3 separate regions of the Mus musculus genome follow, and regions 1 and 3 are each linked to region 2. A link is a contact called in public Hi-C and HiChIP or PLAC-seq data. All regions are on one chromosome and are shown on one strand. The core of a region is the stretch at or near the end of the contact, and the rest is flanking DNA. Distances in the headings are between cores, read along the strand shown. Region 1 overlaps Gm13986 (predicted gene 13986). Region 2 holds the start of Fsip1 (fibrous sheath-interacting protein 1). Region 3 overlaps Eif2ak4 (eukaryotic translation initiation factor 2 alpha kinase 4).

Evidence for each region. A called contact is a pair of places that touch in the nucleus more often than the background predicts. HiChIP or PLAC-seq counts read pairs in DNA pulled down with a chosen protein or histone mark.
Region 1: a contact with region 2 is called in a Hi-C map of bone marrow-derived macrophages, with 2.5 times the contacts expected there. The contact joins the enhancer-like site here to the promoter of Fsip1 in region 2. A contact is called at or near these places in 2 of 484 Hi-C or Micro-C datasets (bone marrow-derived macrophages and uterus).
Region 3: an H3K27ac HiChIP or PLAC-seq map of large pre-B cells shows a contact between it and region 2, with 4 times the contacts expected there. The contact joins the enhancer-like site here to the promoter of Fsip1 in region 2. A contact is called at or near these places in 2 of 39 promoter capture datasets (embryonic stem cells and hippocampal neurons), 1 of 15 datasets of contacts at CTCF or cohesin (embryonic stem cells), 126 of 484 Hi-C or Micro-C datasets (the 3T3-L1 cell line, 3T3-L1-derived adipocytes, the 4T1 cell line and 66 more), 16 of 115 datasets of contacts at active chromatin or transcription factors (the 230-238 cell line, astrocytes, bone marrow-derived dendritic cells and 7 more) and 4 of 9 other capture datasets (adipose tissue, embryonic stem cells, liver and 1 more).

The regions. Positions count from the first base shown.
Region 1 is chr2:118,025,411-118,028,110 of GRCm38.p6, reverse strand. Gm13986 (predicted gene 13986) reads left to right here. Exons shown (of 10, transcript NR_126479.1): 8 at 801-964. Among named protein-coding and RNA genes, the nearest start is that of Gm25308, 51 kb to the left of the region's middle. Within about 2 kb of position 1,335, at least 14 of the 459 cell types and tissues checked have an H3K27ac peak or open chromatin away from gene starts, as enhancers often do. A contact at or near this core is called in bone marrow-derived macrophages, where this site is marked.
Region 2 is chr2:118,255,656-118,258,355 of GRCm38.p6, reverse strand. It overlaps Fsip1 (fibrous sheath-interacting protein 1), which reads left to right and starts at 1,400. Exons shown (of 12, transcript NM_001374672.1): 1 at 1,400-1,556.
Region 3 is chr2:118,416,993-118,419,692 of GRCm38.p6, reverse strand. Eif2ak4 (eukaryotic translation initiation factor 2 alpha kinase 4) reads right to left here. Exons shown (of 39, transcript NM_013719.3): 7 at 2,351-2,466. Among named protein-coding and RNA genes, the nearest start is that of Eif2ak4, 30 kb to the right of the region's middle. Within about 2 kb of position 1,427, at least 4 of the 459 cell types and tissues checked have an H3K27ac peak or open chromatin away from gene starts, as enhancers often do. A contact at or near this core is called in Sertoli cells and granulosa cells, where this site is marked.

The DNA of each region.
Region 1 (2,700 bases), core at 86-2,585, 230 kb after region 2:
ATGCATGCTCTATTGCTCTAGGGTGATGTTTCTAAAACAAAAATTGGGCCTTTAATGGAACTGTACATTCAAACTCTAGGGACACAGGACTCCTTATCTATATACCCTCAAACCTAGAATCTATTCTCTCTCTCCTCCTCTCTCTCCCCTTTCTCTCTTCTCTCCCTGTCCCCCCTCCCCCCTCTCTCTCCCTCTCTCCTTCTCCTCTCCCTCTCCCCATCCCCTTCTCCCTCTCCCTCTCCCCATCCCCTCCTCCCTCCATATCTCTCTAAAAAGATGGCAACAGACAAAGGCTTGTTTTGTTTTAATGACTGATCCACGTGAGGCCACACCAGGCCATTGAATACAGACATGAAGGAAGTTTTATTTCTTTGTCTCTTCCTCCTTGGACAGAGGCTTGATGATCTCCTTCTCCTTTGCCTGGAGGTGGGTGCTCCTCCGGGCCCATCTGTGCTTCTTTGGTTTTAGACCTGTGAGCCCCAGCCTGGTTAACCATGAGCTTCTTGTGGTTCTTGTCTGCTTTCAGCTTGTGGCTATGTTCCATGAGAATCTGCTTGTTTTTAAATACATTCCCTCTGACCCTCAGGCATAGGCTGTGATGCATGTGGCGGCCACTCTTTCAGATTCACAGTATCTCCTGAGAAACTGCTACAGGGTCCACATTTTTGTCATCCAGGTCACCTTTTTGGGCATTTGAGCATCTGCCTGTATTCCTGTGATCTGTTGATAGGAATTGACATTGGCAATTTCTTGGTCTCACTGAGGTCTAACCAGACCTTTTTTTTTTTTTTTAATCATAGTGGAGGACACTCGAAACAAATTACTGTGCTCCTGCCCCCACCACTGCCTCACTGTTCTTCTTGGTGACTTCCTCTCACTGAAACAAACGCACCACCATCTCCACACTCTGGCTGACTCTACAGTCTCTATGGGAGCATCTCTATATCTCCACACACGTGCAAAGGTATGCACATGTACCATATAGTCTGATGAGGTGACTATCTGAGGACAGCACAGCCCCAAAGAAGCTAGTGTAGCTTTTATGGTCTCTTTTACAGATTTTACATTATAGTTTTGTCTTTGTCCCATTGTGCCACTAGATCACTTTTGTTCTCTGTAAAATTATAATTTCTTTCATCAGATGAAATCTGTTATGTGTTTCTAAGAACATGAGGATAAAAGAGTTCATTTAATCAAATGCAACTCGACCAATGAGCCAAATCTTCTCTTCCTCTTGTTCCAGATTTGTACATGTGAGTGTTTGAGAAAGGCATAATGTGTAATGTGTACATGTGTTTCATGCTGTCTCATGCTCTGAGTCAAATGTATTTTGTGATACTTCTATTCTATTCTAAGCAGTATAGAGAACAGTCACAGATGAGTTTCCAATAAGTGACTGCTCTGGGAGGGACATGCTGTTAGGAAATGACAAGGTCACAGCAAGGTTATGAAGTTTGATTAGTTTGTAAAGTACATTCTGTGCTCTTCAACTGGGAGCCAGACAGATGTTTGGTTCAATTTCACTGAAAAGGTATTTTCCTCAGATCTATACACTAAAGCACGAGAATGGTATGCTTTTTCATAATGCTTGAGCTCCATGTGTTATCCATTATGGATTAAGAGTTCTGCAGATGCCAAAGCTAGTGTCTGCCAGCATAAAGTATAAATGATAAATAGCTTTTAACTACTCCATCTCCAAGGCTTCTCCTCCACTCTCCATGGCCACTACATACAAGATACTGTCTAGCATCCATAATGAGTTTCTAGCACTCTTGGGTAAAAGGCTAGAACACCAGACTGGACCTCTGGCTACTCCCTCTGGCTACTCCCTTTAGTCCTTTCTATTAGTTACAGCCCTGTGTGGAGAAGCGGCCTTTTACTTACTGGAAAAAGAAAAGAGAATTTTAGGTTTGAGATAAATGATTTACTGCTACTGACCCGAATGGGAGTCACACCCTGCACTTTGAGACATCCCAGAAGGTCAGCTGGGAACTCGGTGAAAATGGACTCACCATGTAAAGAGAGGGAAATGGGCATGACGGAGATGCTGACAGAGTCCAGGGGAAGTGACACCAGCACACACACACACACACACACACACACACACACACACACACACACAAGCCTTGATGTTAAAGGAACTCTGAGATATTTCACAACAATGAGAGTACAAAGAATAGATGCTAGAAGCTGACTCAAACTCAGAATGACGATTTGTCAAAGCTCACTTCATATTTACAGTACAGGACAAAGGGAGCCCAGCTGAAGATGCTCTTGAGTTTTTGCAAAGAAAGGAAATATTTTAATTTTCAATGTTTTTAAGTTTTAAGTGACAGAGGACTAAACAAATATTGGTCTGAATTAGTTTTTTCAATGACCTACACATTTAAAACCAATGGTTAGAGAATTTTGAGTGTTTCAATGCAACGGAATCATTGTACTTTCTCCAATGGGTTATTCAGGTCTCTCTGCATGGTAAGCTTGCACATTCATTTTCTGGTTCCATGCGGTCATGCAAAAAAGGGACCTCCACTATTTTTAAATGACCAAAGACACCAAGTGCCAGGAAAAGATCATAGACTGGGCATGGTGAATCTGCTTCTGTTGTCAATCCCATTCTGTAGATGACAGCACTGGATGTCTACACAGGGGACTTTGGTTTCTCATTCCCCAACTCTTGCATTGCAAGCATAGGATTTT
Region 2 (2,700 bases), core at 151-2,650:
AGGATACTGTCCTTCAGTATACAGGAGGTGCAAGGGAAGCTCCCACTGAGGAAACTACTAGTAGAGTATCACAAACATCTAATTGAGGGTGGGAACCTTGCAGATATGAGGAACACTTGGATTCAGATACACTTGAATGCAGGTCTGGTAGCATGTCCGACTTGAGGATGGTACCAAAGGTGCTGAGCTGAGCCTGGGAGAATGGTGTGGGGAAGACGGTATAGGAAGGGCTGCAGTGGGGAGAGGGGACTATAGAAAAGTGGCTTGATTTTGATCTGCTTAGTTTGCGAGGGTTCTCATGCCTTATGAGGTTCAAGGGAGTCATTTGACCTGGAGTCCGAAACAAAGGATCAATAGCACCCAGATGGTATTCACAGCCAGGGTTTTGCCCTCAGCACCATCTTAACTTGTAGCTGTGATCTTTGGGCAACTCAAGTCATACTTATTTGCTCTGATGAAAAAAGACCAGAGAAACACTGTATTTACCCCAAAGCATGAGGATAAAGGGGCTCTGAGTATGAAAATACCTTGTAAACAACCAAGGGCAATTCAGACTGAAACGCAGCAGAGGTTGCGCGGTACTGAGAATGAAGAAAGAGCATCAGTTTGGTGATCCAGGCAATGAGCCCTAATGCACTGTACACAGAGAAATGATTGGTAGCTGTGGAGGTATATACTGCCATCATAATCCTTCTTATTCTACTACAGCCCAGTCTTTACAGGACGTATATGTATATATACGCATATGTATATATACACTGTATTATACATTATACTTTATGCACACTGCTATTATATACACATGTATTACACACACACACACACTCACACAGCTCTCCAAATTTTACAAGACCTTCACATACGAGATCTGTTTGAGTTGCACATCAGTCTTGCAAGGAAGAGAGGATAGTGATATGGGAAGTAACTGATCTGAGAGGACACCTGGTCGGTAGAACATTCTAGTAGCCGGTGAGAGCTATGTAAACATGGAGATCCTCGTTCCAGAGGCCAACCTGAATATGAACAAACCATTCCCACCCAGAACATTCACTGAAAAGAAGGTTATAGGAGGGCCACAGTCACACCCCCTCCAATCCCAACCAGGACAGCAGTCTTCTTGTAACTTCCGGTCCCCAATACCCAATTCTTTTTTTTTTTTTTTTGCTTTTTTCGAGACAGGGTTTCTCTGTGTAGCCTTAGCTGTCCTGGAACTCACTCTGTATACCAGGCTGGCCTCGAACTCAGAAATCCGCCTGCCTCTGCCTCCCAAGTGCTGGGATTAAAGGCGTGCGCCACCACGCCCGGCTTCAATACCCAATTCTTGAAGGTACGGGACCTTTAAACCTATCGCGAGACTGTGATCTGCGCGCTTCTAGTTGCCAGGGCAACAGCGTTCTTTGAGACAGCGGTCTCCTGCTGCCTCTTTCATCTTCACAGAGGAGGCGGTGGCGGGAAAAACCGGTCCCCTTCGAAGGGAAGTGGAGAGAGTCAGTGTCTAGGCGTCCAGCTTTCTTCCCCACCGAGAAGTTGAGGGGCCGCACGCACCACGGGCAGAGGTTGGTAGCCGCTGGCCACGGCAGAGGGCGAGGTGGAGGTGTGGCCTGATGTGCCAGAGGAGGGTGAGAGGGCGGACTCTGTCCCCGAGGGCTGTGGGTGTGGCCTGTTCGCCCAGGCCAGCATGGGGTGGCCACAGGGGCGTGGCTATGTCTGGGAGTCTCAGAAGCTACTGCCCGGGCAGAGGCGTGATCTCTGCTGAAAACTCTTTCTGCATTAGTGCATCCTTACGAGCCTTCTTCCCACTGAGGTCTGGAGCACTAGTCAGTAGCATAGTCCTTAAAAGTGGCACAGGAAAAATGAGACTAGAGAGAGGGTTTGTAAACATTGATCTGGGACTTAGCTTTCCCAATGGAAGAAATGTAAACCAAACGTATAGGTAGATACCTTTGGGCATCCACCAGCCTGGGGACTATGAATAGGCCTTTCAGACAATAAGACAGGGAGCAAACAATCTGGAGACACAACCAGTTTTGCCTCATCACACCGGACGTGTACTATCTACACGAGCTGATCAAAAAATGTAATAAAACGTTGGCGTGTATGAGCAGTTATTTGTTACCATTAGAATCTGGTCACATCTCTACTTCACTGAATAGCATAAAGTAACTGGTATTTTAATTTTGATTCTTTTGGTGCACTGTGTTTCATTAAATGAGGAAATGTATAAAACAAAAATTTCTTTTTGTCCCAGTTTCCCTTTTTATTGTAGACCTCCATAAGACCGGGATATGATTACTAATAACCATGCAACAGAGTCAGAGAGCCATGTCTTGAAATCTTCTCTGCCAAGGAAACTAATCCATGGTTTTTCAGTTTTGCCTCAGGCAAATGTTTAAGGCAAGGGCAGAAAGCAGCCACTTTCTTTGCCAAATACAGGAATGTTCTGTCCTTCTGTCGCCCAGGTGCTAGTATTGTTTTCCCCTGAAATGGCCTGAGGTCCGTAGGCCTCTGCAGTCTGCCTTGCTCTCAGCATTATTGCCTTCTAACCTCCCACCAGGATGCTCTTTAAGCTCTTCATCAGCATCCAACTGCTTTCCTAGTCCAGAGTCTTATAAAAGAACGCCTTCAATTGACTTACAGCTTCAGAGGCTTAGAGTCCATCATGGCGGAGCAAAGGCACGGAAGCAGAAACAGCTGAGAGCC
Region 3 (2,700 bases), core at 178-2,677, 160 kb before region 2:
TCTCTTCCTGCCTCACAGTGCTGTCTAGCCAGTGAGCTCCAAGAATCTGCCCCACCTTCCCAGCACTTATATTCCGAGCGCATGCCATCAAGCTTTGCTTTCTGTTATTTTAACTGTGGGTTCTGGGGTTGGAGTCACGCCTTCTCACAAGCACTGAGCTATCTCCGCAGCTGTACCCTTTTAGTACAAAAAGTCTAGTTTTTCATGATATTGCTTCACTTTCCTAATGAGACAAATAATTTAAGAGCTGTTGATAATTACATTTTCCATTTGAAAAATCAGAACAAAAATAACCTGCATATATAAGACAGTTTTAGCAAAAGTACTTTGGAGAATTATGGCTGAATTTGCTCACCTAGACATTGCATTTGTCAGGCAGTTTTTACTTCAGGGAAATGCTGGCAATTTAGAGATTTTAATGAAAACAACCTAGTTATCTGCTAGTCATAATGACTTATAAAAGTCTTAGCCTAAGCGGTTAAGACCTTACGTTTGAAAACTTGTCAGCTAAGGGAAGCAACTTTAGGATCATGTGTTGAGTAGCTCACTGGAGATGGTGACACCAAGAATTTATGGGATGGACGAAGAAGAACATGGCTCACATGAAGTCTCACTGCATATGTGTGATCCCAGTGCACTGGCATTCATTCATGTATGTATAACACTTATACTTACATGAAACATTCATGTAATATGTGTGTGCACCTACGGGTGTATGCCACAGCATCTGTGTGTGGGTCACAAGACCACTTTTGAGAGTTGATCCTGTCCTTCTACCATGGAGCTTCTGGGTGTCACTCAGGTTGCTAGGTGAGTGCCCCTATCCACTAAGCTACCTCGACGGCACTGTGTGCAAACAGCTTGACATTTTATAATTGCTGGGGCTTTTACATTATAAATTCATTTTGCTACCTTCATATCACCCTTTTCTTGGTGGAGGCAACCCAGAGAGCAAGTATGCTGAGGCTGAAGAAGTGTGAACAGGACACAGACTGAAGCTGTGCTGAGCCAGCAACAGTTACTTATCCAGACAGCTGTCAGCACCTCACCTACAGCCAGAAACATCCTCTAGTCTCTAAACTACAACTTTCAACTGAAAAACAAACATTATATATTGCTTCTCAAAATGGAAATGTCTTATTGGATATTAAAAAATTAATTAGTTAATAGTTTAAAAAAAACCCAGATACTTCATAGAAATTAGGGTCTATTTCCAACGCCAGACCAATTGGAAATTTTATTTTCCAATGAGAAAATAAATAATTTAGTTAAAAAGGTGCATCTAACTGATAAGCACACAGTGAGACTAAGCCTGAGGTACTGTCTTTCTGATTTCCCAGGTTATTGAAGCGGGAGTTTCATGTTGCCAGCTCACAAATTCGGAATGTCTGAATCAAGGACAATCTCAAGTCCAAGGCCAACCACCTCTGCTGGGGCCTATGTCAGCCCTTTGTCTGTGAATCCTAGTCTGTCTAGGCCGCTAGACACAGTCCCAGGTTGAGTGTCCAGACCAGAGGCTCTTCAGATGTTTGCTTTCTGCCCCTTTTATCTGCTGCCCTCTCCTTAGCTGCTCTCTGGTTTATTTGTACCACCTTAAAAAAGGAGGAAAAAAGCTGAAAGCAAGTGAGCTTGACCTCCGATATACTATCCATTAATTCTGGCAATTATAGGATTGAAAATAGAAGTTAACTGTTCAATTCACTACATAGCAGCAAGCCCTAGCAGCTCATCTAGATGGCTAAGAAAGTCAATTTAGAAAACTAGATTTTTCAATAAATAATTAAAATCCCAAATTGCAGAGAACGGTTCATTTCAAGGAGCCACCAGAGACAACTGCCAAATTAAGATGTAGAGAAAATAAGGTGTTTTTTCCGGCCAGGCACAATGTGCCTTGTAGGATAACGCCAAGCAGACGGACAGTAGGTAACTTAAGGAGATTTGGGGGCTGGGATAGGACTCAGTGGTTCAGTACTTGCTTGGTATGCACAAGGATCTTGGTTCAATCCCTAGTAAGTACCAGGAAGGAAAAAGCAGAGATTTGGTTATCAAAGATCACAAGTATCAGGGCTCATTTTGTTTATACACACTTTCTCAGTAACCAGATGCACATGACGCAATACTTAGAACTATCTGTCCGCTAATATATTTCCAAGAGCACAGTTGTATTTCCATATTACATTACAGGAGCTGAGTAGCTTTTCACCCTAGGGCCCAGAATTACAGCTTCCTGCTAGGATGAGGGTCCTCTTCACACTGTGTTGGCTGAGATGTCAACCTGTAGTCCATTCTGGTACATCAGGGTTAACGTTTGTCACTAAACCAACTTAATGGCCTTGGCTAGTTTACTCACCAACACATCTCCCTTTGTGCACCATGAGCTGATCAGGGCTACCCACAGAGAAATGGAGGATGTCACACGAGCCAGGAGAGGGTTCACCACTACACACAGAATACTGACGTTCTCGCCTGAAAAATAAATGTGGACAATGTTTTTTCCTTTAACTTACAGTTTGACACAGGAAATTCTCACCCCTCCTAATTATTAGCCCATTGAGTCCAGTCTCTATGGGGGATGGAGTTGAAGGTGCTAATGGGAAAATGAATTCCTGCCCACTCTCATTGCTCCCTTTTACATATGAATGCCATAAACTCCATTCAGAGTGGTATGCACCAACCACTCCTATTTACACTGAAATTAAA